Linked DNA regions of Lactuca sativa: region 1 is linked to region 2. The links are chromatin contacts, called in public Hi-C maps. All regions are on one chromosome and are shown on one strand. The core of a region is the stretch at or near the end of the contact, and the rest is flanking DNA. Distances in the headings are between cores, read along the strand shown.

Region 1 (7,112 bases), core at 2,785-5,284, 220 kb before region 2:
ACATGTGTTTTAAGTAAGTTGCAATGGCAGACGTGTGGTACATCAGGGTCATATTCAAGACATCCAACAATGTCCACTATTAGTTCATCAGAAAATATTTTCTCAAGGATTTGTGGACTAATGAGGATGATCCGTTTGATAATTTTGTATATTATGTGAAGGTCCTCATAGTTCTTCAAATCTTCACACACTCTAAACAAATCCATCAGCTTCTGGAAAAATTGTTGATCATGTAGAATGAGCTTTGTCACACATAACTGATCAATAACGCTACTACAGTCAACCAAAACCTTAATAATAGAAAGAAGCGTTGATAGCTTTATCTCAGACAACTCCCTCCATATGCCATTGGCCCCATGATATTTCTCGTCTTTAGAATTTTCTGAAGGATCATTTATCTCATGATGTCGCACTTCTTGTTGAATTTCAGCATCATGTACGATATCTATCGCCATATGATTTATCTTGGATGAAACAGTGAAATTGAACACTAGTCGAGTTGATGACGATCTGTGTGTGATTGGAGCGAGAACTCCATGTTTGAGTTTGAATTGAGGATCGAAGAAGGTGGTGCTTGCATGAGTGATGGTGAAGCAATTGTCGATTCTGATTAATTTGGGTATCGTTGCTTTAATCTTCAGTAGACTTGAGTTTTCTACACCCTTAACTGATTTAGTAATGACAAGGCTTGGGTTGCAATTGTTACCTTTTTCCGATCCATTTTCTGATCTGGTTTATGTGAGTCTAAGGTTGTGATTTTGGCCCAATTGTTCGTTCCGATTCCATTTTTGCGAAAACCTAAAAGCACTTCTTCTCGTCCATCATCTAACGGATTCGTTACCTCCGGACGCACGCTACTCCGATACTTCGATGGTGTCTTCACCTGGGAAACTGCACTAAACTGCCATTCTGCTGTAACCCTTAAAGAGCGAAATCGACGACGAATAAGGCCCTTCAACTCCTCCCAATCTTTTATGGGTCGCCCCGATGCTCCCATTCATAGAAAACTAAGGTGTTGCCCTCTAGAGACCTCATAGCAACTTCCATCATTTCTTCATCTTCATATGAATAGAATGACCTTTCCATGTTAAAAATCCACTCCTCTGTGTTAGTTCCATCAAACAAGAGCATCTCACATTTGTGAAATCTCCAGTTGATCCCTCCTCTGCATTCACCTCCGGTAGTATGGTCGCCGCCTCTGCCGCCGGAACCACCTCCGGTTCCATTTCTTGAACCTTTACTAGATCCCTTACCGAGAGGGTTTGTCCATTTCGTCGTCTCCACCAGCGAAAAATCAGGGTCGCTGTTGTGCTCTTCTCACACTGATTTCTTTCCATTTGGTTCTTCTGGGCAGCTCTTTTCTATTTCCATCAAAACCTCTTCGAACTTCTGGTCCATCTTCAGCTGGAGAGAGGCTATGGTGTAAGTGTTATGTTGGATCAGATGCCCTTGATTCTCCATTGGATCGTACAAATTCCCTAATTCTATCTCTAGCAACTCAATCCTCTTGAGTTGAGCTTCTCCAGCCTCCTTCCCTCCTTTATCTCCAGCCCTAATACCTAATGAATGCTCTGATACCATTTTTTATGAACTGGATTCTAAGAACTGATTCAATAACACATAAACAGTCAAAGACTCTAATATTGATTGAAAACACTCGATAATACCAAATGATTACAAGAATGAAGATAGTTTAGCTGATTCGAGATAGCTAATCTCCTAATAGGAATGAATTCCAATTTTCACACAAAAGATAGAAACCTCACTCCCTGCCCACTACCCCCTTCTTATAGTATCTGCCATAATAGCTAATTACTATAAAATGCCTAAAATGCCCCTAAAGCCTTGAACTAATAAAATTATCTTTAGTACGTTGATTTCCCATCTTACCCCTTTCTATAATGTTGTACGTGAGTGAATGCATAACAGCCTTCTATAATCTTGTTATTGTTTGACACAAACTGGACAATAATACCATTGACTATCACATATAGCTACTTTGCTTCGGTTCTCAATGGACTCACGAGACTTCCTGTTTCTTGATGGATAGCAACGAAGGAGAATAATACCATTGACTATCACATATAGTCTAGCCCACTTGATCTGCTTCAGTTTGCTTAAAAGAATTTATTCAAACAGCCCACCTAAGAATTAGAGCAGAATCCAGAAATACCGATAATGCCCTTGTTAGACCCATGCCAACTTTTTTTTTTTGTTCTTTTCATTTCATATCCTATGCTTTTGATTTCTTTTGAGTTTGAAATGTAAAAACATCATAAAAGACCGTACAGTCCCTTAACACCCCTTAATGAATCATGAATGCAAAAAGACTAAAATAAACCATTCTGAGGTCAGATCACGCTGGAATGAGTCTTGACGAGAGTTTGTACCTCTATTGCAGCTTTAATAGGAGTTAGACCAGCAAACCATAGGCTTTGACCTTCCCTTTCGTTCGTTTTGTGACAACTTTATCATAACCAACATGACTTTCTTCAACTATTACTGCACCCACCTTTAGTTGTGTCATGACAAAGAATAGACTATTTATCCATCGGTCCAAGCAAGAATCACAGTCTTCAAACCTTTGTGATAACATGGACCAAAAATACCCTTGCTTTTTTTTTTGTCCTTTTTTCATAATTGTTCACTGGTGTGGGTCCCATAGCTTTTCTCTCCCAAGAGAATTGGCTCTTCAAAGTTGTTCAGCTCAACGAGATTGACTCCATACCAGAGACTTCGCTCATCAATTTCTGTTTGATGAATATCTTCGTTCCCTACATCCTTCTCGACAATAAAGATAGAAGAAGATGAATCATCTAAGTATACTTTTAGATTTCATAGTTTTACAAAATTGAGAACAGTAAAGTAATGGAAAACAAGAACTTTTCTTGATCATGAGGAACCATCAGTCCATTTTTCCTTCTTTTGTTGAACAAAATCTATGGTAGGAAATAGAGGAGGGAGGATCTCAATCAGCGACAAACATTGTGAAATTTTCTCAACAAAATCAAATCATGAACCGAAAATATTTAGCCATCCCTTTAAAATAACGTTCATGCCATTGCGTCCTTCTCACTTCGTTTATTTTTCTTATGTTGGCCGGACAAAATACCCTTATGGAAGCATCTCTTTATTTTGAATTCTCAAAAGATACGACATATGACTCTATGAGATAAAAAAATTTCATCCATACTAAGCAGCTCATAATGAAAAATAAGAATAAGGTTCTTAAGAAAACAAAGGGCTCAGCGTGAATTATTAGAGATCATACTCTGAAGATGACACTGAAGCTATGGTTGTTGAACATTGGTGGTAACAATCACATGACTTTTGCAGAACAGGTTGTTGACTCTCAGACTTGTAGTGAAGTTACGAAATTGCCCCTGAACATATTCATCAATACCTGTAGTATAATGACCAAACTGCCCCTTGGCGTCGAACACACAAAGACTCTTGCTTTTCTGAAAAGACGCGGATAAGGATGAAGCTAGTGGAATTCTGTGAAGCCAGATGGAACTTTGTGGGAGACAGGTGAGATTCAACGAAAACCAATCAACGTGAATGATTAGCGATCATCAGTGTGAACTTTTGATCAGCTTGAATTGCAGTGTGAAAGACTAATGGATGAAAATAAAGAAGCTGAGTATTTGAGACAAACAGATGACAAAAAACTAAATTAAGATATTCTTAAGGATGTTGGAAGGAGACACTGAGTGTTAGGGCTGAGGATAACGGCCAGCGTGAATCTTATCAGTGAGTACGTACATCAGTGTGGGACAACAAGAACTTGAAGCCAGCGTGTACTTTAGTTGAGAAAATCAGCTGAATCCAAATAGAAAGCACCTCAGCGTGAAAGTCTCATCAACTTCAACCAAAATGCCCGTCAGCTTGATTTGTGATGCACAACATTCACAATTTTCTTTTGATAGCACCTCGTAATTTTACAATATACAAAAGACTTTAATGGCTCTTTACTTTCCTTATGATTCTGCACAATTTTTCAAATAGAATTTTCGGTATATAACCAAAAATGAAAATAAAGTTTCCTTGTAATAAATAAAAAACTTTTTGATACATGTTACATTCTGGTTGATTTGGCAACATGTTATTTTATTGTTATTTTCAATTAAGTTTTTTTCACATGACATTTTGTGGTTTCTTTATTTTATTAATTTCCACATAATATTCAAATATAATAATTGCAATAAATATAATAATAATAAATGCATATCATTTTCATTAATTGACTTCCTTTTAATTTAAAATATTCAAAATTAAAGTTTTTATTAGTTTTCTTTGTTTATTTATCTATATTATTAGTTTAATTTAAAAGAAAAACAATCAATTTAATTTTAATAATTCAATATTTTTCTATTTTTTTCTTATAAATTTAAACTTTTCAAATGTTTGGATTTTATATTTTTTCTATAAAATGAATCCATGTAATACATGAGTTTTACACCTAGTTGTAAAATAACCACAAGATCCGTGAGAGTGCTCTGCGGATCCATTAAACCCTCTGAGGAACAGGAACAACTCTGTGGATCTTTAGTTTTTTAATTTTTTTTTCGTTTTTTTTTTATTTTTGTTTTCGGTTATTATTATTAATTCTTTTAATACACTAACACCTTAAGTTATTATTATGTAGACCTGTCAAAATCTTGCACGACACGACAACCCGACACGAAGTTAGCCGGTTAGGGTCAGTTATTTCGACCCGTTTATGTACACGGGTTGACACGACACGACACGATAATTAAGCGGGTAGGGTAAGGGTCAAGACTTCAACTCGAAGATGACCCGTTTATATATATATATATATATATATATATATATATATATATATATATATATATATATATATATATATATATATATTTATAAATAGTTTCATTATTATACATTTTTAGTGGCCCAAATTCAAGAATTAAAAGTAAAATTCAAACTTTCAAAATGACTTAATTTTACTCATTCTCACTACTTATCTCATTTGCTTCCTAACTCTCAACTCTTTCCAATTTGTTTTCGAAACTTACCACTATCTCCGTTCCATATTTATTGTATAATTTTGACTGTTGAAGTCTTTATTCTTTAAATTTGACATTAAATATTTTTGTTTTTGATATATAACACTTAATGTAAAATATATGAATGGATTGTGTTTTAAATGTCTTTTCATTGTTATAAGTTTTATCAAGTAATTTACAACACAAATAAAACAATTTAAGGTCAAAGTAGTAAAATAAAAACTTGAAAAGTAAAAAATGGACAATAAATATGGGATAGAGGGAGTATAATTTTTTTTTTTCCGTTTCACCTCCCAACTCCAGCATTTCACTTTTTCATTTTTCCCCTCCATGTCTCTTACTTTTCAACATTTAGAATGTTTCAACCAGACACGACACAACATATTTATAAGGTTTAAACCTTAACCTGAAACACGACACGAAATCGAAACGAAAATAAACGGGTTGACATGACACGACACGATAATTAAACGGGTCGGGTTAGGGTCAAGCACTCTCAACCCGTTTAATGTCTTGACACGGCATGAACCTGAAACGACACGACACGTTTGCCAGGTCTATTATTATGTAAAAAAAATAACAAAAAATGTTAAAAATAATGAACTTATGTTTAATATCAGTCCACAAAACTGTTTAGGAATAAACGAAACTGTTATAAGTGGATCACTATACACTTCTGTGGATCAGTGTACACCAAGACTTTTGTTTTTAATTCATACCATTTTGTTGTGATGTCAATGGTGTTGTCGTAGTTTTCTGGGGCAGTTTGAGGGTCAGCATGGAAGGCGTAAGTTAAACGAGTCCAATGATTTTATATTACTTATTTCGCATAGTTGTTACAAAACATACTTTAAGCAGGTTACAAAACACACTTTAGAAGACATAAACATACAAACTTCATAATAAACATACTTTGAAATAAACTTCATTCATTCAAATTAACCACGAAAACTTTGATCTGTTTTCGTATTCCGACCATGGGTTTTCTGTTGCTTGTGTCCCTAGGTTTATTGTCGCTTGCGTCCATTGGTTATCTAGCTCTTGCTGCCATTGGTACTCGGTGCAACCCTGCCATTGGTTATGTGGATCTTCTTGCAGTTGGTATTCAGTCCCTTGCGTCCATTGGTTCTATGGCTCCTGTTGCCATTGATGTTCGGTCTGTTGTGTGCATTGGTTGTCTAGTTACTGCTGCCATTGATGTTCGGTCTGTTGTGTCCATTGGTTGTTTGACTGCTGCTGGCATTGATGCTCGGTCTGTTGTGCCCATTGGTTTTCTGGCTGTTGATGGCATTGATGTTCGATATGTTGTGTGCATTAGTTCTTTAGCTCATACTGCCATTGGTTTTCGGTTGTTTGTATCGGTTCCTCTACTGTCACTTTTGTTCCACTTCCTGACGCCCAAAAAGTTTTTTAGTGTTACTTTGGTTCTTTGGAAAGATTTCCTTACACGTCATTGCATTATGAGTTGTGTTATGACATCTACTACACCTTCTTATTTTTGGTTCCTCACCTTGAGATGGAATACGATTGGTGTTTTTTGGTCTACCGGCTTGACGTATTTCCATCACAGGAGGGTTAACAACCATAAGGTCATCCGGAACCTCCCAATCATTAAGTTCTAAAAGAGGGTATAAGACATGCTCGTACTTTCTTCGATATGTTTCAATTTTTTAAGCATCTATTGCCATATGCCCACAATGATCATTTTTCAAGTGCGTTAAAACCATTATCAGATGACCAGATGGCAAACTAGTTAGTTGCCAATATTTGCAAGAACAAGTCTTTTCCCTCAAATTCAGTATGCCGCCACTTTTGAAGTCATTCACTTGATATGTTGTATTGTCAACACTAGATATCGACCATCCTTGAATCCCTCTTTATTTTTTAACCATATCTTCAGCCCACTTTGTAAGTATTGTTGTACTTTTTCTGTTAAAACAAACATATATTATTATATATGACATTTATAATATAATTTAAAATTAAACATAATAATACATGTATCCATCCGCCGTTTGTAAAACCATTTCTGCATAAGTGCACGAAAGAACTCAAGAAGTGGTGATATAGGCAACTTCATTGATT
Region 2 (6,597 bases), core at 544-3,043:
CTTTTTAGAATAACATTTTAACTAACATTTCAACTAGCATATTGTATTCTTTTTTATATTGTCTTGAATATATCTTGTAATAATAATAATAATAATAATAACATATTTTTTATATCATTTTATATAGGATGATGCTAATAAGACATCTTCCTTATACACCCCATTGACTATTTTATAAAAAATAAACCTATAATTAACTACTTATAATCAATTTTTTAAGAAAAAAAATGAAATTTCAACCAATATAACCATTAAAGTGTTCCATGTCAGATAATAACTGGTAGACCACCCTAATCATTTATAAATAAAATGCTATTATAATGTTACCAGTCAAAACTTCTTAACACTTCTTGTACAGCATATTTTAGAGTATAATTATTTCTTAAGAGAATAATCTTTTTGCAATATAAAAGTAAATCGTATCACAATAAACATTTAAAACCATATGGTTTCATGATGTTAACACCAATTTGATTGAAATTTTGAATTTTTTAAAGGCGACATTTTGCTAGAAATGCTTTTACGTTATGAAAGTATTAAAATGTGTCTCCTTGTTTTTCTTTTTCTTTTTTATAAAAAAAGGACAAGTTAAGACTTAAAATTACCGGTCCAACCGGTGCCCCACAAAAAAAGATGGACCCGATAATGACTCAAAACCGGGACAGCTTAAAAGCCTGTGTGCGTAGGTCCGATTCCGTCGCTATGCTTTAGGTGTCTTTTGTGGTCTTGATGAAGAACATGGTTTCATAATATGGATTATAGAACAATAGATTAAACAGATCAAGAAAATCAAGAAAATTGAAGAAGATCTTCCTTTCATTAATTATATTACACTAATTGATTTTGAGCACCGGATGATCAATCATACAACAATACTAATGAAACCTAATAATTGAATCTCTACCAAATAAAGCAGAACAATTCCAACGGGAGAATTTCAGATGATACTCGATCAATCAATCTATCTCATCTCCAAGCAGATGATTGAATTCAATAATTAATTTCCACAAGAGATGATAGAAACAAGAGATCGAGCGTTGATCTCGTAAGTTTATAAAAGTTTTTCGATCAAAGAAATCAAATTTGGCAAACATATGTAAAAATTTGTGGAAAATAATTTAATTTAAATTCTAACAATTTTTGCCGCTTTGACCACCGGATTGTCCCTCGCGATCGCCTCCCGACCGGCGGTCTTATAATCATAGGTGCAGTCATGACGGTCGGAGTAGCGGTGCTCCGCGCAGAATAGATCGCCACACCGGCACCGGAATCCGGTCAAACCTACCCTCTTCCGGCAACCGGAGCACCGATTTACAACCTTAGCCGTCGTTTTCTCCTTTGGTTGTTCATCAACCATCAAAACCGTCCGATCTACAACCAGATCAACCGATACATCGCGAGACGTTGACCTCGTCGGAGACCTCAAGGAGCCAGATCTACCACGAGTACTTCGTTGCGTTGACGTGGTTGAACTGGAGGTTGTGGTGGCGTTAAAGCACTTTTGACACATATTGTTTGTCGCCGGATTTCCAACGACGCCGCAGTTATTGATGCAGAGAGTCAAGGTTTCAGGTACAGCCTTGAATTCCGTCTCTTCTTTCTCAGTCCTCTGAGCCATCTTCAAACAGAAACCTTTAAAACAATCACAAATTTGGACAACGAAAACAATTCAATCACCCTGAGAAGCGATCGGCGTTGGAGAGATGAAAATTTTCAGTTGTCGTTGATTAATCGAAATGGAAATTTTGGGTTGGCGAGAGAAATGGAGGGGAGGGGGGAGGTTTATTAAGGGAAGGGGGAAAAGGGCTAATGGTTATCGCAAGGGACGCGTTATCATCATGCAAATTGTGACGTCAAATTACCATTTTACCCTCCAGGCATTTCATAAACGGTGGGGTCAGGGTCAAGCGCAGTAGGATTACTACGTCTGACGTGTTTATTACTCCATCAGGGCCCAATTTCGCCCGTGACAAAAAGCTTTGAAATTTTTTAAAATAAAAACTTGTAAGCAAATGTCTTTTTAATGTTTCAAACAAGTAAATTATAATATATGTTTTTATAACGTTATGCATTAAAAACTTAAAATAACCTCTAAGTTTAATCAAGAGCTTTATTTTGAAGAAGTTTTTTAATGCTTTTATCGTTGGAGTGAAAAAGTCTTTTATTTTTCTGAAGAAAAGCCTGTAAGAACCCGTCCTAATGGAAAATGTTCCATCCTTAGTGATTATTTTACCATTAAATGTCAAACCTGATCATTTGTTCATTAATCATTAGAGTTGATTAATTAAAATGAGAAATTAAATACCATTTTGTATTTGTATAAAATAATAACATGTGAAATTTATTAATTGTTTTTTTTCTTTTTAATTTTTAAACTTTATTTTGATAATTGTCTTAATATGGTGAGTATATATGAATAAAAACAAAAGTTAAGAGGATATATTTAACTTCACAGACAAAAACAATAATATGTCTTTGAACCGGATTCACAACTATTTTGTCGCCTATGATAGCGATGCGACCATGAGCTTGGTCACGGTGCATTGACTCATTGACCATTGACTTTAACAGTTAACCGTTGACTTTTAATCAATTTGAGTTTAGGTCAAACTTTGGTGGATTAAAGTTTTTTGGCTAAGGGTTGACCTTCGATTAGTATTGGTCATTTATTTACACCTAATGATGCTTTTGGTGATTGGTGTAGTTGTAACACCTGTTTCTCAGATACTTTTCATTCATAGCTCAAATATACATTTTTTCTTGAAAAAACGGTCCTTACGAATGAATTACATGGGGCGTAAGTCATTAAATGGATGCGGGGACTTTATGCTCTACACAGGGCGTACAATCCCTATGTCGGGCGTAATTACTCAGAACCCAAACCCTGGTTTTTTAGAGTCAAGACCATATTTAAAGACCTTAAGTCCCTTAAGGCCTCCCTTATCATCAGCCTCCATTCTCCCACGTTGTCATTTCAAAATCCTAATCCCTTGTGAGCTTGTTTGAGACCTTTTGTGTGTTCTTGGTACATATTGAAGAAAGAGAAGTATATCATTGTGGATTGGTGTGGCTCAAGCTTGAAGATCCAGAGCTTTCATCTCTTTTGCAAACTTCAGGAGGTATAAAGCTCCCACCTTTATGGTTCTATGGTTTAGATCTAGGTTAGATTCTTGGTTTCCAAGCTTTTGGTCCCCTAGTTTTGGTTTTTGTGAGTAAAAGCTACTCCAGAGCTTAAGATTGTCATCTTATGTTGTTTTTGAGGATCATATGTCATAAAAATGAAATCTTTGTTGCTATATTTCACCCATGCAAGGGTTTGAGGTCACTAAAGGGTGGTATGGACTAGGGTTTGGTTTTGGGCTCTATTAAGCCATGCAAAGGCATAAAGTTGGGAACTTTATCCTTTTAGACGTCCATTAGGTTCAGATCTAAGTGTTGAACGTTTGGTCTTAAGACATTAAGGGCTTAATGTGGGAGTTCGAAAACTACAATGTTACATAACGCGTAAACCTGGCTATGCAACGCATAGCCCGGTTTGGCCCATATTTCTAACTATCTACGCAAGGCATAAAGCAAGAGTATGCAAGACGTAGCCCCGGAAGAGGAATTTGCCATTTTTAGGGCTTTAGGCCATTTTTTGAAGGGACTTGCCTTTGAAGGGTAAAATGGTATTTTATCTTAGAGAGACAAAGTATGTAATGAACCCTTAAATTATGGATTATCACCCAAATTGTTAATTATGGTTATTTTGGATATGTTCAATATGAGGAGCTTTTATAGCAGCAGCTCGATTGTGAGATTTGTTTATCTTTAGATTGAGGTGAATTTTCTCATTGTACTTGTGGGTCGAAGGCACCATTGTCGACCCACTTAACTGTGTAGTATGTTATTTGTCTTTGTGATTCTTGCATGGAAGACCCTGGGGGTAGCTCATGGTATTTGTATAAAAGAATATGGGGGTAGCCCATGACAATTACATGAAAGACCATGGGGGTAGCTAATGGCATTTGTATGAAAGACCATGAGGGCCAGCTCATTGCAATTGCATGAAATACCATGGGGGAAGCCCATGGAACTTGGATTGTAAGACCCTGGGGGTAGTCCATAGCAATTGTATGTATGGTGTGTGGTATTTTGGGGAACCCGCTAAGCTTTGTGCTTACGGTTTTATGTTTATGTTTTAGGTACTTCCAGTTCCAAAGGGAAGAGCTCGACGTGATTGCATCGCATCAACTAGTGTTCCATATTTTATGATATGATTTGTACTTTGATAACTATTTTATACATTTTCACACTTCAATGGGTTTGGAATGAATAGATGATGGTTTTGATAGACTTAAAACAAAAACTTTTTACATGGAATATTTTGGAGTGTTACAAGTTTGTATCAGAGCCCTGATTTGAGGGATTCAGGCACTCTCTCGAGTGTGCATGAACTCAAACTACGGAATTGGTAAAAAAATTATAAAAGAAATGATTTTCTAAAAAAATTTATAGAAAGAAGAGGTATGATGCATGCAATCGACCGAGCTCAAGTAAGTATTTCCCAAAATACCCATACATGTTTTATGATTTATGTTGATTTGAGTATATGAGAACGGCATGCTAGTATGGATTCAGATATTGGATAGATTGACATGATTAGGTTATGCTTTGTTATGAATTACTCGATTCTCGAATGATAATTGCTTTATGCTTTAGGGAGTACCATTAATATAAACTAAATACTAAGCGTATACGTTAAGTTACATTTTACAGAGATTGGATAATTTTAGAAAGTTAGGGTTAACTTTATTTTGTAGCTCTTGTTTGAGTCCAACCGTTTTGTAGTTGAAGGATTATCTAGTGCCCGTAGTATGTAGCTGTATTCGGGAGGTAGTTAGAAAGTGTTAGGGGGAGTTTCTTTTGCAGCTAATGGCAGAGAGTGGTGTGGAGGGAACCCTAGGAAAGCCAAGGAGGTGTTAGCACATAGGGAATTTTTCTGTGCGATTAAAGTATTTGATAATAGGGAAGCAACTTGGAGGATTTAGGAAAACCCTTGGGGTGAGTACGGATAGGTCTGGAGGTAGTAATGGGCCCGTACTACTCAAAGCACAGGATCAATACTCAAACTAATGGAGGTCACGGAGCTACTAAGGAGCTTGTAGTGTGTGGAGTTCTCCGAGTGTTTTCTGATAGTTTGCATTGTTTATTTTCAGTATGGTGATGACATGAGGAAGAGCTTCTGGTTTAGATTCAGGCTCTAGTGTCAAACCTATTGATGTAGGTTTACGTGAGGTCATTACGTTTGATATTATGTGAGGTATCCTTGATGTGACCCATGTGATGTTCGGGTCGATCAAGGAATGTACTGTGCATTTGAAAGAGTTGTGATTTAAGAATTTTTAGGCAGATAGCCGCCGGACAGTTGGGTTCACTCACGCTCTCATTCAATAACTTTTGGGCTTACGGTGCATAGGAATTCTTTTGGGAAGAAGGGCCTCATTATCAGTAGGAGATTGGTTGCAGATATGGAAAGCGCCCAGAAGATGAGCCTCTTCCTTGAGGGGCTAAAGGTGAGGTATGCTGCTTGTTTGCTAAGATATCGACGATATGACGGGTGGGAGGAGGTCGACCATGCTTTGGGAGCACCGACTCTGGAGGCCATGACCTGGCCTGATTTTGTGACCAGATTCAGAGTGAAGTTTTCACCAGCTAATGAGGTGAAACCGTTAGTGAGAAAGTTTGAGGATCCCAAACAGGCTACGAAGACGGTGACTGAGATCACCGCTCAGTTCAGGGAGATGGCATTATTGATTCCGGAGTATGCTGCAGATGAGGAGATGAAGAAGACCCGGTATCACAATATGTTGAAGGATGAGATGAGAGAGTTCGTTAGTTTTTTGACATGCTGTACTTTAGAGGACATGATTGATAGGGCTCGTGAGCGGGAAATTGAGATGGAGCTTCGTTTGCAGTGTAAGTCGGTTCAGGTACAGATTTCTGATGGATCAGCTAAGAAGCCCAAGACTTTTGATTCTCTATCTAGAGACCAGCAAGGGTGGATCCGTTGTGGCAAGTGTAGGAAAACACACGATGGGGTGTGTTGCGCCAGTGGTTCAGGCTGCGATAGGTATGGCGAGATAGGTCACATGAGCAAGGATTATACCTAGGTATCAGGACTAATTTGCTTGCATTGCAATCAGAGTGGCTAAAAGAAGGGTTTTTGTTTGAGTTTGACAGTAGCGGCGGTTGCAGCACCTACTCCAACGATCTTTAGGATTACCGACAACTATCAGGGAAAGGCGGAAGGGCCAGTTGTGAGGAGTCGAGCTTTCCAGCTGATAGCCGAGGAGGCTCGTACAACACCAGATGTGGTTACTAGTATGTATCTTCTCATTATCTTATTTACTATTTATTTGTTTTTTATTCATGTGTATGTGATTATATAGAGACGTTCTTAGTAAATGGTGTTTTGGCCTAGGTTTTTTTCAATTCGGGAGCCACTCGGTCGTTCATATCTCTTGTGCTCAACAAGAGATTTGGATTATCCGCTGTAGGTGGAGATCGCCAACGATCGTCCAGTGAGAGTATCGAGGGTTCATCGGGGTTGTATTT

What was found. Hi-C and Micro-C count contacts between places; a contact is called where the count stands out from the background.
Region 1: a Hi-C map of seed shows a contact between it and region 2, with 7 times the contacts expected there. The contact joins the promoter of LOC122194540 here to the promoter of LOC111877393 in region 2. A contact is called at or near these places in 3 of 4 Hi-C or Micro-C datasets (bud, leaf and seed).

The regions. Positions count from the first base shown.
Region 1 is chr1:172,278,417-172,285,528 of Lsat_Salinas_v11, reverse strand. LOC122194540 reads right to left here and starts at 4,034. Exons shown (of 2, transcript XM_042895516.2): 1 at 3,272-4,034; 2 at 1-2,781. The coding sequence starts at 455.
Region 2 is chr1:172,061,613-172,068,209 of Lsat_Salinas_v11, reverse strand. LOC111877393 (zinc finger A20 and AN1 domain-containing stress-associated protein 5) reads right to left here and starts at 1,793. Exons shown (of 1, transcript XM_023873924.3): 1 at 799-1,793. The coding sequence starts at 1,618. The coding sequence ends at 1,124.